Regions from separate parts of the Anser cygnoides genome. Here region 1 is linked to region 2. The links are chromatin contacts, called in public Hi-C maps. All regions are on one chromosome and are shown on one strand. The core of a region is the stretch at or near the end of the contact, and the rest is flanking DNA. Distances in the headings are between cores, read along the strand shown. Region 1 holds the start of TSPAN5 (tetraspanin 5). Region 2 overlaps TSPAN5 (tetraspanin 5).

Region 1 (4,193 bases), core at 332-2,831, 42 kb after region 2:
CTTCATCTATAAAAAGGTGGTGGTGGTGGTAGGGGGTGTTCCCCCTGAGCCAAGCCACCTTTATAGTCCAAAGAAGCCAACGTACGAAGCATGTGCCCATCTCACTTTCAAAGTCCCTTCGGAACACATTCACCCTACTCGGGTTTGTGCACGTTTGCCACTGCTAAATGGAGCATCTCACGAAAAGAGGGGCATGGTACGTCTAAGCGCCTTCACCCAACTTTCCTACTCTATGCAGCGCTCCTGTGCCTGTGCAAACACTTCACCCCTCAGCAGCTCCAAGATTTGGAATAACACACCTCCAAACCCAGTCGCTTGCACATCCAGACCCAGTCGCTCCTCTTTCAAGCCCGTCACACCGAGAAGATGCTAGAAATGCTACCGTACACCGGTTACGCTTCACTACACGGCTGTGCCTGCCCGGTGCCCAGCGCCGGCACTGCACAACAAGCCACGGTGCGGGCAGGGGACCAAGCACCGCGGCCAGGAGCCCCACAAACACCCAGCCAAGCCCCCCGGCGGCTCGCACCTGAGGGACGGGTGGGATGCCGCTACCTCCCTCCTCCATCCCGTTACCCCATGCTAATAGCTGGCCGCGGAGCGACCCGCGCACGGCCCCGGCATTGTGTAACCGTTCTCCGGCACTGTTGGGAGAACTTGAGCCACGATTTATTTTTCACTGCTAACATATCACCGTGAAGACATATAGCTCGATCCCTGCTCCAGGCCCATGCGTTTGGCTGATCCCTCCCCCACCACAAACCGGTCTAAGGGGGAGGGAGAAAAAATAAATTATTATTATTTTAAGGATGAAAACCCCTTGGCACCTACAACAAAAGCAATTAGGAGGGTCGGCGGGGCAGGGGAGCAAGCAGCCCCGGGAGGCGCAGGAATGCAGCGGCCGCACTTGGCAGGGGAAGGGAAGGGAAAAGAGAAGGGAAAAGGGAAGGGAAGGGAAAAGGGAATAGGGAAAAGGGAAAAGAAGGGGGACACCCCGTCCCCAACCCCATCCTCGAGGCCAACTGTCACGATATGTCTCCTGACACATCCCCCCCCGGGAGGAGGAGGAGGAGGAGAGGCGAGACGCCCGGCCCGCTTACCCAGAAAATGACATTGAAGCCGAAGATGAAATATTTGATGCAACAACTGACTTCAGGCCCCTTGTAGTGCTTCCCGGACATCCTCTGGGCTCATGAAGACACTTTGCTGGCGGCCAGGGGGGAGAACCAAAAGAAGGGGAGGGCGTGAAAAATGAAATTAAAAATAAAAATATAGAGATAAGGGAAATAAGAGAGGGCTCAGCGCCGGCTGCGCGCCGCGGGGAGATGCGGCAGGAGCGGCGCGGCGGCTCGGCACCGACTCGCCGGGCGCCGGGGATGGCCGGCGAGCAGCTCCCTCCTCCTCCTCCTCCTTCTCCTCCTCCTCCTCCTCTCCCGCATGGAGGAGGAGGCCCCGGCGGGGAGCGGGGGGAAGCCGCCGGGAGGCGCCCGGGCAGAGGCGCGGGGGGCTCGGCGCTGCCCTGCCGGAGCCTCCGCCGCCGCCCGCCGCCCTCCCGCTTGCCGCCCCCTCAGCGCCGAAAGCCGCCGCGCCGGCCCCGCCCCGCGCCATTTTGGGGGGGGGGGGGGGGCTGGCGGGGGGGAGTGCGAGGGGGCGGGCCGCTCGCCCCCGCGGGGTGATTGACAGCGCGCGCCGCCAATCAGGCCTCGCGGCAGCCCCGCCGGGTGCCCCGGGGTGCGCGGCCCCGAGGGGGCTGCGCGGGGTCGGGGGGGCGGCCCTGAAATGGCGGCCGGGGGGGGGGGGGGGTGGACGCTGACGGCCTTTGTCAAAAGTCCGGGTTTCTTCCGTTTCATGCAGCCCTGATACGCCTCCCCCGGCAAAATCGCCACTGAATTTATGTTTAACATATTTAACATATTTATATTTAACACATTTCTGCTTAACATACTTATATTTAACGTATTTACATTTAACACATTTATATTTAACGTAACAACCGCAGCGTCATGTCGCTTACATGTGTTCATACGCTTCGTGGGATTCAGAGTCCACCCGGTCTGGTGTTAGCCACGTAACAGCGTTTTTTTGGCTGAAGGATATCGCCGCTTCAGCGCTGCCAGCCTTCAGCTTCCTGGCCCTGCGATAAGTGCGATACTTTTAATTGAAAAGATGGAAGACTTCTTTGTAATGATAAATTACGTCTCCCACGTCGACGAGGCTGTGAGATGACATGCTTCAAAAGTAGGATGTTGTGAGAACTGCAAAAGGCAGGCTTTGGTTCAGCATCACCTGGTGCTGGTTCGGGGGGCCTTGGGCATGGGTGTTCTTTAAGAGAGAAGGGAAACACTTCTTGTTAGAAAAGGAAGAGAAGAGAAAAGAGAAGAGAAGAGAAGAGAAAAGAGAAGAGAAAAGAGAAGAGAAGGGAAGGGAAGGGAAGGGAAGGGAAGGGAAGGGAAGGGAAGGGAAGGGAAGGGAAGGGAAGGGAAGGGAAGGGAAGGGAAGGGAAGGGAAGGGAAGGGAAGGGAAGGGAAGGGAAGGGAAGGGAAGGGAAGGGAAGGGAAGGGAAGGGAAGGGAAGGGAAGGGAAGGGAAGGGAAGGGAAGGGAAGGGAAGGGAAGAGAGAAGAGGAGTTTGCTGAAATAGATCTGTGAAATAGATCCATGAAAACAAGCCATGTGTTTAATGGTAAAAGAGAAATTAACGCGACACATACCTATACATTTTAACTGTAATGGTATAGGTTACCATATGATCGATAACCGTGTGTATGTTGTTATTGTTAACTCTGTGTCTTTGCAAGACCACGCATGGGAAGAGGGCAGGAAAGGACGGATAATCAGTCATGCATAGGTTCTGTACCAACGAATAAAAGCCTATCATCATGTACAGTATGGTAATGGAATATTATATTAAGGTGCTGTTTTTACAAGTGATTTCAAATATTGGTGACAACCTGTACAAACATTGATAATGCTACTGTCACAACACCCTGCTAACACCACATGTTGGCACCCTTTAGCATTTTAATGCTTCACAGGCAACAGGAAAATATTGCAGAATAATATTTATTACAATAAATTCAATAACAATCTCTGATAGTTTACCTGTCAAACCTTTCATTCCTGATCAACAACTGAAAAAGAAATGCAACCTACATCAATTATAGCATCGCATTACATGCCTTCATTTGCATTCTCAATCAAGAATAGTATCATCATTGCCAAGTGTCATTTCAAAGTCAAAAGCTTTTCATATTTTCCCACCATCTGATCAGATTAAGAAGAATTTAGGACTTCTAGTGTTAACGGTTAGACTGCACACTTCAAGAGGGTATTGAACACAGAGCTCTGGTCTTTTTAATTCACTTTGTGTGTACGGTTCCTGTGCAGCCTCAGAAATGAGCAACCAGACAGCAAAGGCAGCAGAACAGCTTTGATGTAGGTAATTGATCTTTCAGAGTGCCAGCTGGAACAGAGTCCTCTGCACCTGCAGCAGCCTCTCTGGTTTACAAACACATTTTGTCTCCTGTCCTAAACAAACAGGAATAAAAAAAAAAAAAAAAAATCCGTTGGCTTTGTGCCATCACTTGTGGATCACTTCTTACATGCTTTGGCGACCTACGTCTGGAAACTGAGCAGGACTGGCTGTGACAGCACTTTAAATTCGGTGTTAGTTACTAGACAACACTGAGTTCCAGTGTGATGTTTTGGTGCAAAAGCCGGAGGCAATACTAAGCAGGAGTGAGGAGATAATATTACCTTTCCTTGCAGCGCGATGAGACAATCATTCAAATTCCGTTACTTTATAATTCATCTGCCTGGTCACTGGAGTGCTAAGGGAAAGTGTTTCAGGGACAAAGCCATGCTTCTAGTAGCCCAATGCTTCACAACACTAGGCAACGTTTTGATTCGCTGCTCACTCTGGAGAAAAAGTCCCATCTGAATGATTAAATCTACTTCCTATCTCTAAGATCTAAGTATCAACAGACTTCTGACCAAAGGCTGACCAAGTCTGATGCTAGTAAGTGCAGGAAGTTTGATACATTCATATCTTAAAAGGGGTATAGTTGCAGACTCTGAAATTCTTGCTTCACACCGAGTAGAGAGCTCTCATTCCAATTCCTCAATTCAGTCATTTCTTAGATCCAGCACCTCTGTGTCAGCCCCTGGGTTTTGATCTATGAGTTCTTAGATATTT
Region 2 (4,191 bases), core at 658-3,157:
CCTGCTGCCTTTTGTCGGCTGAATAGCCTGAACCCTTGGGGACAAGGCCTGTCTCAAAGCTGATGGCCGAGCACAATGCTAGCTCGATTGCACAGGCAAAAAAAGTAGTTTCTCAGGCCCAGCAAGGGCAAAGTGTTAATGAAACGCTGGTTTCTTATTGTTCACTTCAGCGAGACTGGGTTGGGGCTTTTACAACTGATTATTGCTGGTTCACTTCCACTAACATTTTTAATGCCGAACGTACGGGAAAAAGAAAACAGCGTGTGAAAAAGCATTTCGCAAAGTTTTCGTTTTAGCAGTACTGCTAACACCCATGTGTTTTAAGCCATACACTGTTACAATAAGGGGGGGGGATCCACTGTTTGACAGATTTTACGAAGTCTACAAGACAATACTGGAGCAAGACTAAGGGAGATAAAGGCCCTGGAACAGAGTGGCACCATTGTCACGTGACGACAAGATTTAGGGGAAAAAATAAAGGAGACGAGAAATGCAGGGGCCCATCTTTTCTAGTGGCCTGCTTTAAATGCTGCCAGAAAATAAACCTAACAGCAGCCTTATCAACCACTCACACCTGGCAAATTTTCATCAGCATCAGGACATTAAAGACTGTTTTGATATCTTCTAGTCACAGCAGACAGCTATAGTTTAAAAGATGTAATTACCTTGTCTGACAAAGCCAGACACGTCTTTTTCTTCATAAAAGCCTGAGACTCAAAGGACAGAGAAAAGAAAAAAATAAAGCAAAGTAAAGAACATAAAAAGCAGGATAGAAGGGTTCACGTGACTTGTGCTGTCTAGCTCCTTTTCTCCTCACCTGTCCTAATTAAAACGCATTTGGGATCAGCACAACAAAGCCCAGTAATGCCACCAAGGACCCCACGAAAGCAAGGGCACTAAGCCTGTTTGCCCCAGGCTGCATGCCCCTGCCTTTGCCCAAGCAATCTGAAGTGCTGACTAGACTGAGAACTGATTCCTGTGGTATTTTAAGCAATCATCAGGTATCAGAAATAAAAATCAGGGACCTCCAGCCTGGTAGGAGCTGAGATCGCAGACAGGCCCCAGACAAGATGCTAGCAAAAACATGAAAACAAAATAATTTACCACCACCCCCCCCCCCCAAATTATGCAGATATTCTTGTTAGCATTTCCCCCTACAGCAGTACTAGCTACTTGTTATCTTTTTCAGTTCTACACTTACTCATCTGGTTTGCATGTCCGCCCAGCTCTCAGAAATGGAGAAGTCCCACCATGGAACGAGGCTTGGAACCAAAGCCCTTCTGGGACAGCAGCTTTCTTCCACTTCATTTCCGCTGCAGATTGCATTCACTGCATCAGATTATTTCAAACAAAGAAAAAAACTAAAACACACAAACTTGTTTCCACAGGCCTTTCAGCATCAGCTAGCTCTAACCTGCTCCTCCAGAGCCACCACAGAAGCATTCAGTGACCATCCCAGGCCCTGTTGTCTCTAATGCTCCCTGAGATCATTAGCAATGAAGACTGCAAGACGTATCTACCAAGAGTTTTCCATACAAAATTACCAACCTTAAGCAGCTACTACTAACTTCTTTTCATTTTAGCCAAATATTTGCTGTGCAGTCCCAACAGTTACTGTATTTAAAGGACAATTTCAAGGTAAAATGTTCTTGATCTAAATTTCAGATTTCTTTAATCTTGAGGGCTGGCTGTGATTTTGCTGTTGTTGTTTGGATAGGTTTCAACTTAAGAAGACAAATAATTACCACTTACAAAGAAAGGGATTTGTAAAAGTTTTACTTTTCCTTCCAAAGCATCGACTCTGTTCATTCAAAGACTTCTACTTCTTCCTATCGATTGTTAGCAATCGCAAAACAACAAAGAAAATTTTGCATCAAAACTGGCAGGGTAGCTAGACAAATACTGGATACATGAAGAAACACTCAATAAATGTGAAAAGCTTGAAAATTTCAGAAGGCAGTATCTCCTTAAATATGCCACCACCATCCCTGCTGCCACCCCAAGTCCTTTAAGACATTTCTGGGCATCACTAGTCAAAGAAAATGAAAAAGAAAGGGATTTTAAACTGCTGCTTTTCAGCTTACAGAGAATCGAAACATAGCTTCCTGGTGACCAGTTCGATCATGTTTGCCCTGCACCAAGGCAAGCTTCTGCCAAGTCTTGCTCCACTTGAAAGAACCAATAGAACAACTGTTTATTCAGATGCTTATCAAATTTTCCAAAATCAATAATGGCTCTGAAACAAATCAAATAACGAATAATAGCTTCCTTTCCTCCTTTCTGAGAAGGGCAAACATAACAGGCAAAAAAAATAAAAATCTGACAGCTGTCTTTGTAGCCTTTACACAATGAAAACTGATGGATTTGTTAGGCAGAGTGTTCTTACCATTTCACACACCCAGACTGAATTTCCACTGTGCACTTCAGGTGTACTTACCAGACACCCACTGCATTTTGATCAAAAAGTTTCCCTGAGGACACAGACACTGTGCAGCTGTGCAACGTGCAGCTGAAACTATTTTGATTAATATCAACACACAAAGTCAAAATCCTATTCTTACGGCGATATCCACCCACAAGTTCTCTTGTACCTGTTCTGGGCCCCATTATTTCCAGCAAGACTAGTCTTGAGCGTTTTGCAGGAATTTGAATTAACACACCCCTATTACCAAGTTTGGTGGAAGGCTGGTTTTAGTCAATCTACTAGGACAGCAGGAATGAGGAGAAAAAGCTAGTTGCTAGCTATGTGAGTAATTATCAAACGTTCGCTGCCAAAATGGAGCGATGTGACAAGGATGTTTCCAGGGGCCTCTCCTACGTCCAGTACTTTTGTTAACAACCAGGATGAAGGAAAACAGCGCATTTATCAAGCTTTCTTACGGCAGCTACAACGAGACTTCAAGTTTATTTTAACAGAGTACAGAGATCTTGACAGAATGAAATAATCCAGTCAGCGGAGACGGTGTACAAGGAGCTACTTGAAAGCAGAGGCAGGCAAGTGCAGCGCAGCGAACGACTGAGCACACAGCAGTTCCTCAGAAAAGCATCTACCACTGGATTACTCAAATGGCTGATGCCTGTTAAGGCTCATTGCAAGTAAATTCTGCGCGGACTTCAAGGTCCCAAATACATATCTCGCATTTACGCATTATTCAGGAGGATCCCCCGGTTCCTGGAGTTTTCTTGCAGTAGCAAAGCACTGCTGAAATTTGGGACACAATAACTGCGTGCCTCTCTGGCAAATGCGCCGTCACACACTGCTTCTTTACTGAGAGGATATCCTTTCACAAAAATTTTTAAAACGTTTTAAAGACCTGTGGAGAACTGCAAGCTGAATGTGTCAACAATGAAAAGCTCTCACTAGAAATACAAGCTTTACATATGAGTTTACAAATGAAGCAAAATAGCCTGCAAGAGAGTGTAATCCTTATGCTATATTTAGCCTCTGTAAGGCTTAGCTGGGTGTTACATCTAGTTTTAGGCACTTAACTTGTCCAGAGACATAGAATCATTCAGAGCATCTAAGAATGCAAAGAAATGACTGCTGGCCTAAAAAAAAAGAAGTGAAGAGATGACTTAGGATCTTTATTGAAAAACACAAAGGAGAGAAAACCGGTAACAGCCTGCAACAGTTGCGGAAAGAGGCAATAACCGAGGTCTGTGTTCACAACAAAAGCTGCAGAAGGCTGAAATTTAATCACGGAGGATTCAGACGACACATCAAGTCCAGCTTTCTAAGAGGAGGACAAGAAAACATTTCAGCTCCTCTGATGGGTCCCTGTCCCGCTGCTTCCCTGCCGCCACACTCAGAGTCCCCCAGGAGGCCGGGGCCTTGGGGAGCCGCAGAGAAGGTGCCCCCTGGACAACAACGGGGACCGGCTTCCTCACAACCTCCTTTTGATGCTGGCATGCTTGCGGAGACCCTTCCTCTTGGCCTTGTATCCTTACCTGGTTTTCTTTTCAGCTACACTTTGGCTTTCTTGGTAGCATTGTGGTGCCCAAAGGATGTGCTTTATGCGCTCTGTCTCCCCTGTCCTTGATCCTATTTCTTCTACGCTCTCTTTTTGCGTTTCAGCTCACTAAAACTCCTTGCTTAGCTGTGCATCCCTTCCCCTGATATGCTTAGCCCTCCAGCACAGAGGGATGATTTGTTCCTGGCCCCTCAATAAGCTTTCTTTAAAGACCTCAATC

The links. Hi-C and Micro-C count contacts between places; a contact is called where the count stands out from the background.
Region 1: a contact with region 2 is called in a Hi-C map of liver, with 3 times the contacts expected there. The contact joins the promoter of TSPAN5 here to the enhancer-like site in region 2. A contact is called at or near these places in 2 of 7 Hi-C or Micro-C datasets (both in liver).

Annotation. Positions count from the first base shown.
Region 1 is chr4:73,089,845-73,094,037 of Taihu_goose_T2T_genome, forward strand. It overlaps TSPAN5 (tetraspanin 5), which reads right to left and starts at 1,582. Exons shown (of 7, transcript XM_066996397.1): 1 at 1,101-1,582. The coding sequence starts at 1,181. LOC125181077 (a long non-coding RNA gene) reads left to right here and starts at 3,215. Exons shown (of 3, transcript XR_007160100.2): 1 at 3,215-4,016.
Region 2 is chr4:73,047,589-73,051,779 of Taihu_goose_T2T_genome, forward strand. The region is part of intron 1 of TSPAN5 (tetraspanin 5); the gene reads right to left. Among named protein-coding and RNA genes, the nearest start is that of TSPAN5, 42 kb to the right of the region's middle. Within about 2 kb of position 1,908, at least 1 of the 3 cell types and tissues checked has open chromatin away from gene starts, as enhancers often do. A contact at or near this core is called in liver, where this site is marked.